Regions from separate parts of the Mus musculus genome. Here region 1 is linked to region 2. Evidence: chromatin contacts called from public HiChIP or PLAC-seq data. All regions are on one chromosome and are shown on one strand. Each heading gives the region's core, a stretch centred on a gene start, on an enhancer-like site or on the middle of the called end of the contact. The rest is flanking DNA. Distances are from core to core; before and after follow the strand shown.

Region 1 (5,479 bases), core at 605-3,104, 100 kb before region 2:
CCATTGAGCCATCTCTCCAGACATCTTATTTATGTTTTTATCGTGTGTGTGTGTGTGTGTGTGTGTGTGTGTGTGTGTATGTGTGTGTGTGTGTCTTGCTTCTACCCTATATTTGTGACAGAATTGTCTACTGACCCTTGAGCTCATCAATTTGACTAAATTAGCAAGCAGTCCCCCAAAGATCCTTCTGTTTCTGCCTCCCTGTTGCTGAGAAGGCAGGCGTGTATTGCTGTATGAGGCTTTTTGTGGGTGTTGGGATTGAACTCAGGTCTTTGTACTTGAGAACCACCTATCTTAGCGATTGGGCTATTGCCCTAGATTCATTTTTAGTTTTATCCATTTCTGCTTCCTACATTTATGGCTTTCATTCTGTTCACTCATAATATACCCCTTCTGTTGGTATCCATGGTACACAGCCTATCTCTGTCCTTTTTCTTTTTTTCTTTCTTTTTAAAAAAGTGATGTATTTATTTTCACTTCATGTACATTGGTGTTTTGTGTGCATGGATATCTGTGTGAGGGTGTTGGATCTCCTGTAACTGAAGTTACAGACAGTTGTGAGCTGCCATGTGGGTTCTGGGAATTGAACCCAGGTCCTTTGGAAGAGCAGCCAAGTGCTCTTAACCACTGAGCCATCTCTCCGGCCCCTAACCTTTTTCTTATCATGAGTATTTGTTGCTGTTAGCTCTCTAAAGGTATCCTGTTTCCCGACCTCTCACAGGTTTACTACTTCGTCTTTGTCTACCTGGTCCCATGTTAACAGGACCTTAGGAGTGATAATCAGTAGGAAGGTCTCATTGTGCTGATTAACTCCACTTCTTGTGTCATGCCATTTGCCTCTTCAGAACACTCTGTGCCTCCTGACACTGAGTGAAGTCAAACACATTTTCTTACCTGCTGCTTGAGGCTGCCTTCAGTGTTTTCATACTCTGTCTCTTCGTTTGTACTGAAAACTTTCTGCTCTGTCACATGCCACGTGCTCTCTGACCCATGCATATCTTTGTACCTGTGTTAATTATTTATTATCTCTGTGACAAAGCACCCAACAAGAAGCAAATTAAGGGAAGAAGGGCTTATTCTGGCTTACAGTTGGCGAGGAGACATCTGTCATGACCCAGAAGGCACGGCGGCAGGAGCATTAGGCAGCTGGTCACATTGCATCCGCAGTCAGGAGGCAGGGAGAGGTAAAGGCTGCTATTCACTTCAGTTTCTTCTTTTTAGTCAGACTAGGACCCCAGCCTGTGTAGTTTAGGGAGGGTCTTCCTGCTTTCTTATCCTGATCTAGACAGCTCTGGATAATCCTGCTCACATTTGCCTCTTATCGGGTCACCCATCAGTCTTCTCTGTTAAGGCCTGAGTGCTTTTGTTTTTGTTTTGTTGGGGTTTTTGCTTCCCTTTTTTCCAGTTTTCACATTTTAAAGCTTTACCCATTTAAAGGCCAGCTCAAATACTGCTTTTTAAATAATGAAGTTTTATTTTTCCCATCTGAATAACACCAAAGGAATCATAATTTCAGGTCCAAGGAGACTTGACCTTTATCTGACTCTAGTCTTCTACAGAGGGGAGACAGATGTGTGCCCTTCCTACCTGTCACTTCTCAGCCCTCTGCTGTGCCAGGCCTCCGAGCTCATGCTCTTCCTTGGCTTGCCTATCCTCTTGGCTAGTTTGTAGACTTCTTGAAGGCAAGAACTCTTTTATTATCTTTACACTTCAGCTCAAATAGTCCTACATGCAACTACACTGAATATTTGGTGTGTCTTAGATTAGCTTGGGGCTTCCTGAATTCTAGGCAAGTGTGTGTAGCTCTATGGCTGAGCTACATCTCCAGCCTATGGTTCATGTGTGAATAGGCCCAGGCTGCTGCTATTTGGAATAGAACTACTGTATTGTGTGACCTACATTTAGAATGGCTCACCAGGAACCTTAAACTACTTGGGAGAGTCTCAGGTATGTGAAATTCTAAGAAAATGAAAAGAAGTTGATGATTCTTGAGGAGTGTTTGTTGGTCGTGCTGTGTTGGAGCACATCCTGGCCACTACCTGTGGGCCATGCTAGAGCAGCATGGGGGAGTGAGCCCCAGAAAGGGCAGGCCTCAGGAATGCCTCTCCCCACCTTCACGTGGTTGCCAGCAGGGCAGCTCGGATTTCAGAGAACAAGACCGTGTTTTCAAGAATGTTTAGATCACATTTCAGTCTGTGATGGAATTTTGTATTCATCTCCTTAGAATCCAGACAGAGAGGAAGCCCAGAAGAAATAATCGCTTTTCCTGTCATCTCCTCCATCTGTCTCTCCAGCAGATTGAAATGCAAGCTCGAGTGGGGACTTTCAGCAGAGCATGCTTGGTTCTGTCTTTGTCAGCTCCTAGGGATAGAACTGTGACTCTGGTGGGTGGCTTGCTGATGGGCATCTCCAGCTGACTGGCACAGACGAGGGGAATTACGGATGGGCCAAAATACTGGGCTTCACAGGTCAGGACACCCGTGTGCCCCTCTTCCCTGGAGCACACTCAGAGATTGCTTTCAGAACTTATCTTCTCAGTGGCTGAGAACACTCAGGACAGCAGCAGTAGGGCCAAAGGAAGGTGCCCTGCCCAGACAGAATTTCCCAAGCCCACCAGAGCAGCTGTGCTTTTTAACCTTGAAAAGCAAGAGACCGACCTTAGTGCATATCATGGAGTCTTATTTGAATTTGCTTGCTTTTTTGTTGTTTTTGGGTTTTTTGTTTTGGTTTTTTTGAGACAGGGTCTCATGAAGTATATTTTGGCCTTATGACCCTCAGACTTCCACCTCCCAAGTGCTAGGGTTACAGGTGCATGCCTCCAGACCTGACTTTTATGATCTCTTGAAAGACATTTTTAAGACATTTACTATGGGGGGAGAGTCATAAGCGTGTGCATCAGTGCATGGACTGGGATCAGAGAACAAGTTGGCAGAGTCAGTTCTGTCTCCTTTTCTATGGTTCAGGACTGAAGCCCAGCTTGTTAGAACCTCATGCTGCTCAGCCATCTCTTGGCCTTGTAAATTACATTTTTAGGAGGGAAGTTCTTTTGTGTTCTCTGTCTGTCTGTCTGTCTGTCTGTGTCTGTCTGTGTCTGTGTCTGTGTCTGTGTCTGTGTCTGTGTGTAGGCAGGAGATCAGTGTCTCTCCACCTTACTTTTTAAAGCAGGGTCTCTCACTGAACCTGAAGCTCACTGAGCTAGGCTGGCTAAACAGCAATCCCTTGAGAGCTACTCTCCAGCACTGAGATTATAGGTGTATGCTGCTGCTCCCATATTTTCTGGGGTGCTAGAGATCAAACTCAGGCCCTCATGCTCCTTCACTGAGCACTTTGCCTGAACCCTGAAAAAAGTTTTTTTTTTTTTTTTAATTGTTTGGAAGTGAGCATGGTGGCACATTCCGTTAGTCCCAGCACTCAGGAAATAGAGGCAGGAGGATCTCTGTGAGTCCAAGGCCAGCTTGGTCTACAGATAGAGCTCTGGGCCAGTTAGCTATATAATGAAACCTTGTCTTAAAATTTTTGTTTGTGGGATGGAGAGATGATCCTGTGGTTAGGAGTCCTTGTTGCTCTTCCAGAAGACCCAAGGTTCCTGGTACTCATGTTGGACAGCTCACAATCACCTATAACTCCAGCTTTGGCAGATCTGATGCCTCTGACCTTTGTGGACGCCACACTCCTGAGTACAAACTTGTACCCAGACACGTACATATACACATAAATAAATATTTAAAAAATATTTGGGCAGATTTTAAATGGAAGATTCAATGAGGCTGTTTTTCAGTTTCTAGAATACTAGCTGCTTGGTTAGCAATCAGCTAAATAAACATTTTGGAAAGCCTTTGCTTGTTGACTGTCCCTTGTGTGGGCCAGCATGAAGTGGTCTAGTCTGTGACTTCTTCTAACCAGACTACAATGCTCTTACAAAATTCCTGTGGCACCAAGTCCTCCCCATTTTCATCTGTTGAGATCATCAGTCCACAACTCTAGTTAAATGTTCACATGTTGAAAATGTGTGGATAGTGAGTCAGTTCAGCAAATACATGCTCTGCTATGCTCTAAAATGTATGCCGCTTCCCAAGAGTTAAAGCAGGGAGCTAGAAGGTAGCTAGAAAGAGGTGAGTGGAAGAGCAGGTTCAAGGAGGGAAAAGCTGGGATTGAAGTTGCAAGAGTGCCGCCACAGCATGACCAGTTCCCAGGGAGCTTGCTGCGAATCACGGATGCAGGAGTGGCTTCCGGCTTTGTCTCTTGTGTGCAGCTTGGCCAGAGCATGGCTGTTTCTTTGAACAGAGCCTGACTGAGGTTTAGGAAGGGAAGAGAACAATCACCACCCTCTCCAGCCCCCTGCTTACTGAAGCCCAGGTTTAGACTACTGTGGTGTGAGCCTTGACCCCATGGAAATGACTTTATACGGCTTCTCTGATGGTTTGTGATTCTGCAGAAGCATGGAAATGTATATGATCACAACTGTACTGGCCCATAGAGTAGACTTTTCAGATGTGTTCAGCTTTAATTGCGAGAATTCTCTTAGACTGAACTGAGTAGGGAAGTAGCTTCACTACAGCTCTCATCAGTCTCAGTTCTGCCAGGTGGATCATGTACACCTAGCCCCATTCCCTGTGATAGTCTCTGCCATTTAGAATGGCTGTGGGGTTCCTTTTCTGACATAACCACCCTGCATTTCCTTAATTCTCTGATGCTATTTCCAGAGCTTTCCCTGTTCTGAATGGCATTTGTCAGCATTCCCTTAATGTGAGATCCTCGGGAGTAGACACTATATAAACACACAGGGGGTGCTCTATTTCCTTTTTTGAGACTGGGGCCACGTGAAGATTCCTTCTCTGGGGAGACACAGATCAATCTATCCTTTCCTCACAAGGTCCCAACAACAAACCAAGTACAGTTTCACCAGAATTCACCCTGGGGAACAAATGAGTTTATTGAATTTACTTGCAGTGTATGGGCTAGAGGTTATTGGCAGGAGTTTGGGTGGCCCCAAAGAAGACTTGAAAGTCTTCACCCAACATGACTGATAGCTTCCCCATAGCAACACACATGAAGTTCCACTTTAATTAACCGTCACCAACCTGTATTCTCTAACTCCTCCCAAGATCCTCAAGGCCCGTGCAGTTATGGCAGAATTGCAGGCAGATGACTGGGAAGACCAACTGGTTTCTCAGATGAGAGTCCAGTAACCTTCCCATGCCCTCCTTCTCTGAGGGAATGCCATCCTTCAACAAACCAAATGGTTAATGATGGGCTCTCGAAAGCATCCACACCTGACCTGATGAAGATACAGGATGTTTCATTGAGATAACTGCTTTCTGTTATAGACCATTCAGGATCTATCAACACCCTGAGATTAACTACATTTTTATGTGGATAGACATCTTCTGAAGGGAAGATAGTGATTGCTTTTCTAGAGTCTCTGGGGAGTCTGCAGCTTCAGAAGTTAAGTGGCAGTGCTGGAGCTCCTGCTCTCCTG
Region 2 (5,353 bases), core at 592-3,091:
GGTGGCACCACCCACAATCGTCTTGGTCTGGGCCCTCTTGCACCAATCAGTAATCAAGTAAGTTCCCCACAGACATGCCCATAGGCCAGTCTGATGGAGGCAACTCCTCAGTTGAGGTTCCCTCAACTCAGGTAACTCTAGTTTGTGACAAGTTGACAAAAACTAATTAGCACGCCATGCAAGGGTGTGGGTCTGAGTTTGATCTCCATAAAAAGCACCCACATAACAGGACTAAAGATGGCTCAACATTTAAGATCACTTCCTACTCTTGCAGAAAACCTGGATTCTGGTTCCAAAACCTACTCTGGGCAGGTCATAGCACCTGTACCTTCAGTCCTGGGGCATCTGATGCCTTCTTCTGTCCTTCACAGGCACTGCACACACATGGCATGCAGATAGACAAACAGACACACAAACGTAAACATCAGTAAAGCACACTTAAAATAGGAACAAGAGTGGTCGTGTGTTCCAGCAATGGGGAGGGGCAAACAAGAGGGTCCCTGGGGTTTACTGGCTAATCAAGCTTAATCAACAAGACCCTATCTGAAGAACAAAGGTGGAAAGCAATTGAGGAAGATACTCGGTGTCTGCCTTGACCTACACACACACACACAAATATTTACTACTCCGACCTCTGAAAATACCATATAAAGTGTAAACTGTTCACAGGCAAATCAAGAACAACTCATAGTCAACTCCATCTGTGAACACTTAGGCTACATGTAAGAAGATTGTGTAATTCATTTCCATAGATCCTGCCCAGTACCAAACAAAGCAATGAGGTAGAGGCTCAACTCTTTCCCAGCTCAGTGCCCTGCCCTTGTGGTTCCTTGGCTGTGTTGACAGCCAACCCCACCCCTCACCCCCAGCCCCAGCCCTTGTCTCTGGGTCAGGAAGATTGCTAGTTAAGCATGTATTGGAATACTCATGAAGTGTCAAAGGCAGGTAGCAACATCTTGAATCTAAGTGCAATATGATTTTGTCCCCTCTGTCAGCAAGTACAGGACACTTGAGTACTCAGGCTCTGAGCTCTGGAGTGGCATGAGCAGAGGCTGGACCCTGTGCCCACAACAGTGCATCTGTTTGTGCATAGGTACTTTACAGGACCTCCATTTCCTGTCTCTGAAATAGTGCTTAGAACTACCCCATGAAGTAGCTGTGAGGGTTAAACAAAATAGAGCGGTATGTGGTGGCATACACCAGTAATCCCAGACCTTGGGGAAGCTGAGGGATTGTAAGTTTGAGGACAACCTAGGCTATAGAGCTAGATATTGTCTCAGAATAAAATAAAACAAAATTAGTAAAAATTAAACCCAGTGCCCATAAGCAAGACGCACGGCTGTCATGTAGCCAGCCCTTATTAAACACCAGCCCTGCTCACTGTAAACTTCCGAAGACCCGGACATGACCTTGTTTCTGTTTCATTGTTCGTCTGCTCTGATACCTATCCACATGCAACCTGCATGAAGACTTCTAGTCAGAGCTTGCCCTCGGCTGTCTGCCTGACCAGCTCCAGCCCGAGTCAAAAATGTTGTCTTGGAAAACTCCCTGGGAGGTTGTACGACTCAGACACCAGCTGGGCTTGACTGCAGCAGTCGGTGTTCTGAAATCCTGACCCTGGCATGTCCGGAGCACAATGCTCATTCTCTCCATCGGAAGTGGCAGAGCGAGGCCCTCACATGCCAGCTCCAGTTTCATTAGTGAATGTTTACCAGGCACTCACTCTTTGGCCTCATTACAGTGTGCCATCTAAGAGGATATGGAGTGATTAAGATCTGTGTCTGGGAGCAGCCGTAGGGTTCTCAGTTACATTTCTGTCTACAGACTTGACCAAGCCTCTGGAATCCAAAGCTGACTCATGGGAACAGTTCTGTGTTTTGTAGCCTTGCTCAGGCCTCTTGAGACTGGTGTAGTGTCTAACAGCCATGGAAGTTTGGATGTTGTCACATAAGTCCTATACCATGACTGTTTTCCTCAAATGTTCTCTTGTATAAAACAATCTCAGCTGGAGAAAGGTAGGGGCATATCTGCCACACAGCACATTCAGGAAGCAAAAGCAGGAGAGTTGTAAATTCAAGGCCAGTGTGCGCTGTGTAATATGACCCTGTCTCGAATAACAGAACAGAATCAGACTCTGGGATGTTATCTCAGGAGCAGGACGTTTGGCCAGTGTTCACATCTGCTTTTAGTTGCCTGTGAGAAGCCCATCTTCTATAGCTAAGTCTCATTTCTCATACCCCAAGCAAAGACAATAAGCAGTAATAGGTGGCTATTCACACAACTACCTGTAGAGGCTTTAAGGAAGAGTCAAGGGCAATGTGGCCCTTCAGTGGTTCCCATGTGTAGTTCAGGTTATCTGTGTAAGGTTAGCCCTGGCATCTGAACTCTGAAATCCAAGCCATGATGTAGCTAGAGGTCTGTTCACTTAGGCAGTAGGTCCAAGGAATCAAGAAATTAATAAAGGGGCCGGAGAGTTGACCCAGCGGGTAAGAGCAGTCGTTGTTGCTCTTATAGACTACTTGAACGGATAGGCTGCCTCACTCATACTCTCTCTCTCTCTCTCTCTCTCTCTCTCTCTCACACACACACACACACACACACACACACACATACACACACAGAGTATAATAAAATCAATTTTTGAAAGAAAATTAATAGAGAGATGCTTGTGGGTAGAAACACATTTTGACACACTCTGCCTTGCGTCATGGCCCTGACCCAAGCTTTAACTAAAGCTGTAGAATTCAAAGCTACGGCTGAGCCTCTTCTTCCAATAGGTGCTAGATATCTCCTAGGTTGAGGTTAGGCTTGAATATAGATGTGAGAAATAAAAAAGGAGCCCTTGCTGCTCCTTATTCTTGACTTGATTAGTACATACAGTGAGTTATTTATCTTCAGGCCCCAGAGTCCTCTTGAGCGGTTACAAGGGCACGTGGAATTGAACCGTTCCTGTATTGTAATACTCCTTGCTGGTTTGTGATTTTCAGAGAATCTTGTGGGATTTGCAGGGTCATTAATTAGTCTTACAACGGAGGTCATCTGTGACTGAACACAGCAGAAATAAAATCCATTTGCCTAAACTTACCCTAGAGAAAACAGTCTAGTGTGGTGTTGGAAAAGATGCACAGTCCTCGCTCTGCTGTTGATGGCCCCCTTGTTCCCACATCACTCCTGTCTGCGCCATGCTCACTGTCCTATTTCAATAAAAGCACTGAAACAGGCACTCTCCACAGGCCCTTCTAGTCCTTCCCCACTGCTAAAACCTCATGTTTGTCAAGTTACTTTTTCTTTCATGTGTTATCGTTATTTATTTGGTTTTGGTTTTCAAACAGTACTCTACTATGTAACCCATAGTTCCAAATAAATGCCTTCAAATAAATCCACAAACCTCCTGCATCAGCCTGCTGAAGGACAGAATGATAAGCATGCAGACCACCATGCCCAGTTTACAGCATATCTAGGGGATGGAAATACGGCTTAATGATCAAGCACATGCTTGGTGTATGTAAGATCCCAGGTTACATTCTCAGCACCATAAAAAAAGAATCTTTCTGGATATGTCCCAGTGGAACATTTTGAAACTGTACATAACATCGAACATGCCGTCTTCTAGTGTGCAGCTCACTGGCATTAAGTGTAGATGTTGCTGAGGATCTGTCATGAAGATGATCTCCAAAGTGAACCTCTGCACCATCTAACCACTGCTCCCACCATAGCCCCGTCCGTCTCTGAGTCTGACACTCTTCAAAGAAGTGCGAGAAGACAGCAGTTGTCTTTTGTGCTCTTTTAACCTAGCCTCATGTCATCAGAAATCCTTTTAAGAGTTTCACTGTTTCCAAGAATGAGAAAGTAAGAGGGTTATTCTCAGGCACATCTCTTCTATGGAGCCTTCAGAGAGCAGGGCTTCTTCATTAAAAGGAAAAGGGGCTCAGTAGTTAAGAGCACTGTCTGCTCTTTCAGAGAACCAAGGTTCAGTTCCCAGTACCCACATTGCAGCTCACAACCATCTGTAACTCAGGCAATCAGATGTCTCTTCTTTGCTCTGTAAGTTCTTGTGTGTAGCTGGTGTATGTATACACACATACACATAAAATAATTAGATATTTTTCCAAAAAGAGGCCAGGCATGGTGATGCACACCTTTAGTTTCAGCATTAGAGAATCAGAGGCAAACAGATCTCTGTAAGTTCAAGGCTGGCCTGGACTGTATGATGAGTTCTGGGTCAGCCAAAGATATATAATGAGACAATAAATAAATACATACATACATACATACATAAATACATAAATGCATACATAAATACATAAATGCTTTGTCCAAACAAATGGTAGAATTAATTATTCATCTAATAGCAAAAATTTAAACTTTAAAGTATAAATATGGTAACTGTTGAATTGATAAAAGATATTTTAAAAGTGATAATTCATGCACAGTAGCAAAATTCTAGGTGTTAGAGGTAGAGACAGGAGACTCAGAGTTCAAGATTACCCTTGGCTAAGTAGTGAGTCTGAGGCCAGCTTGAAATATACAAGATGCTGTCTCAAAAGTGCTTTGAAAGGCAAATGTTACATGTTATAAACATTTGTCAAAATTACAGTTAAGAATTATATTAGGAAGCTAGACAGTGGTGAAGCATGCCTTTATTCCTAGCACTTGAGAGGCAGAGGCAGAGGACCTCTGAGTTCAAGGCCAGCCTGCTCTATAGAGAAGGTTCTAGAACAACCAGGACTACATAAAGAAACCCTGTCTTGCAGGGCGTGGTGGCGCACGCCTTTAATCCCAGCACTCGGGAGGCAGAGACAGGTGGATTTCTGAGTTCGAGGCCAGCCTGGTCTACATAGTGAGTTCCAGGACAGCCAGGGCTACACAGAGAAACCCTGTCTCGAAAAAACCAAAAACAAAAAAAAAAAAAACAAAAAGAAACCCTGTCTCAAAAAAACAAAATAAATAAATTGATTAATAATAGTAATGATAATAATAAAAGAAAGAAAAAGAATCATTAACATGTTAATGAATACATGTTTTTAAGTATTGTACATTTCAGGATATGTACATTTTACCTCAGAGGGAAAAGAAACGAGTGGCCAGATGTGAATGCCAGGATTCCTCAGTACCTGCATTGCTGACAGCAGGCTAGGCAGGCTTTTGCTGTGGACCCTGTTAAACAGTACCCGGTACTTCTGCCACCTAGAGGTTGACAACCAAAGATGTCTCCAGACTCGCCCAGAAAACACAGAGGTGCCCCTTGTCTAGTGTCTCTGGAGTAGAGCAGTGAGTGAGTGAGGAGGACAGATGTTGGTACCAATCTACTGGCCACATATGTTTGAAATCCACCTTGAGGACAGGATTTAAA

Evidence for each region. HiChIP or PLAC-seq counts read pairs in DNA pulled down with a chosen protein or histone mark.
Region 1: an H3K27ac HiChIP or PLAC-seq map of embryonic fibroblasts shows a contact between it and region 2, with 2.9 times the contacts expected there. The contact joins two enhancer-like sites. A contact is called at or near these places in 1 of 15 datasets of contacts at CTCF or cohesin (the NIH/3T3 cell line), 8 of 484 Hi-C or Micro-C datasets (Sertoli cells, bone marrow-derived macrophages, common lymphoid progenitors and 4 more), 3 of 115 datasets of contacts at active chromatin or transcription factors (embryonic fibroblasts, embryonic forebrain and embryonic stem cells) and 4 of 9 other capture datasets (adipose tissue, embryonic stem cells, liver and 1 more).

The regions. Positions count from the first base shown.
Region 1 is chr11:76,157,091-76,162,569 of GRCm38.p6, reverse strand. All of the region lies in intron 4 of Vps53 (VPS53 GARP complex subunit), which reads left to right. All of the region lies in intron 1 of Gm46252 (a long non-coding RNA gene), which reads right to left. Among named protein-coding and RNA genes, the nearest start is that of Gm46252, 9.0 kb to the right of the region's middle. Within about 2 kb of position 1,854, at least 33 of the 459 cell types and tissues checked have an H3K27ac peak or open chromatin away from gene starts, as enhancers often do. A contact at or near this core is called in the NIH/3T3 cell line and embryonic fibroblasts, where this site is marked.
Region 2 is chr11:76,056,514-76,061,866 of GRCm38.p6, reverse strand. All of the region lies in intron 19 of Vps53 (VPS53 GARP complex subunit), which reads left to right. Among named protein-coding and RNA genes, the nearest start is that of Rflnb, 31 kb to the right of the region's middle. Within about 2 kb of position 1,841, at least 71 of the 459 cell types and tissues checked have an H3K27ac peak or open chromatin away from gene starts, as enhancers often do. A contact at or near this core is called in the NIH/3T3 cell line and embryonic fibroblasts, where this site is marked.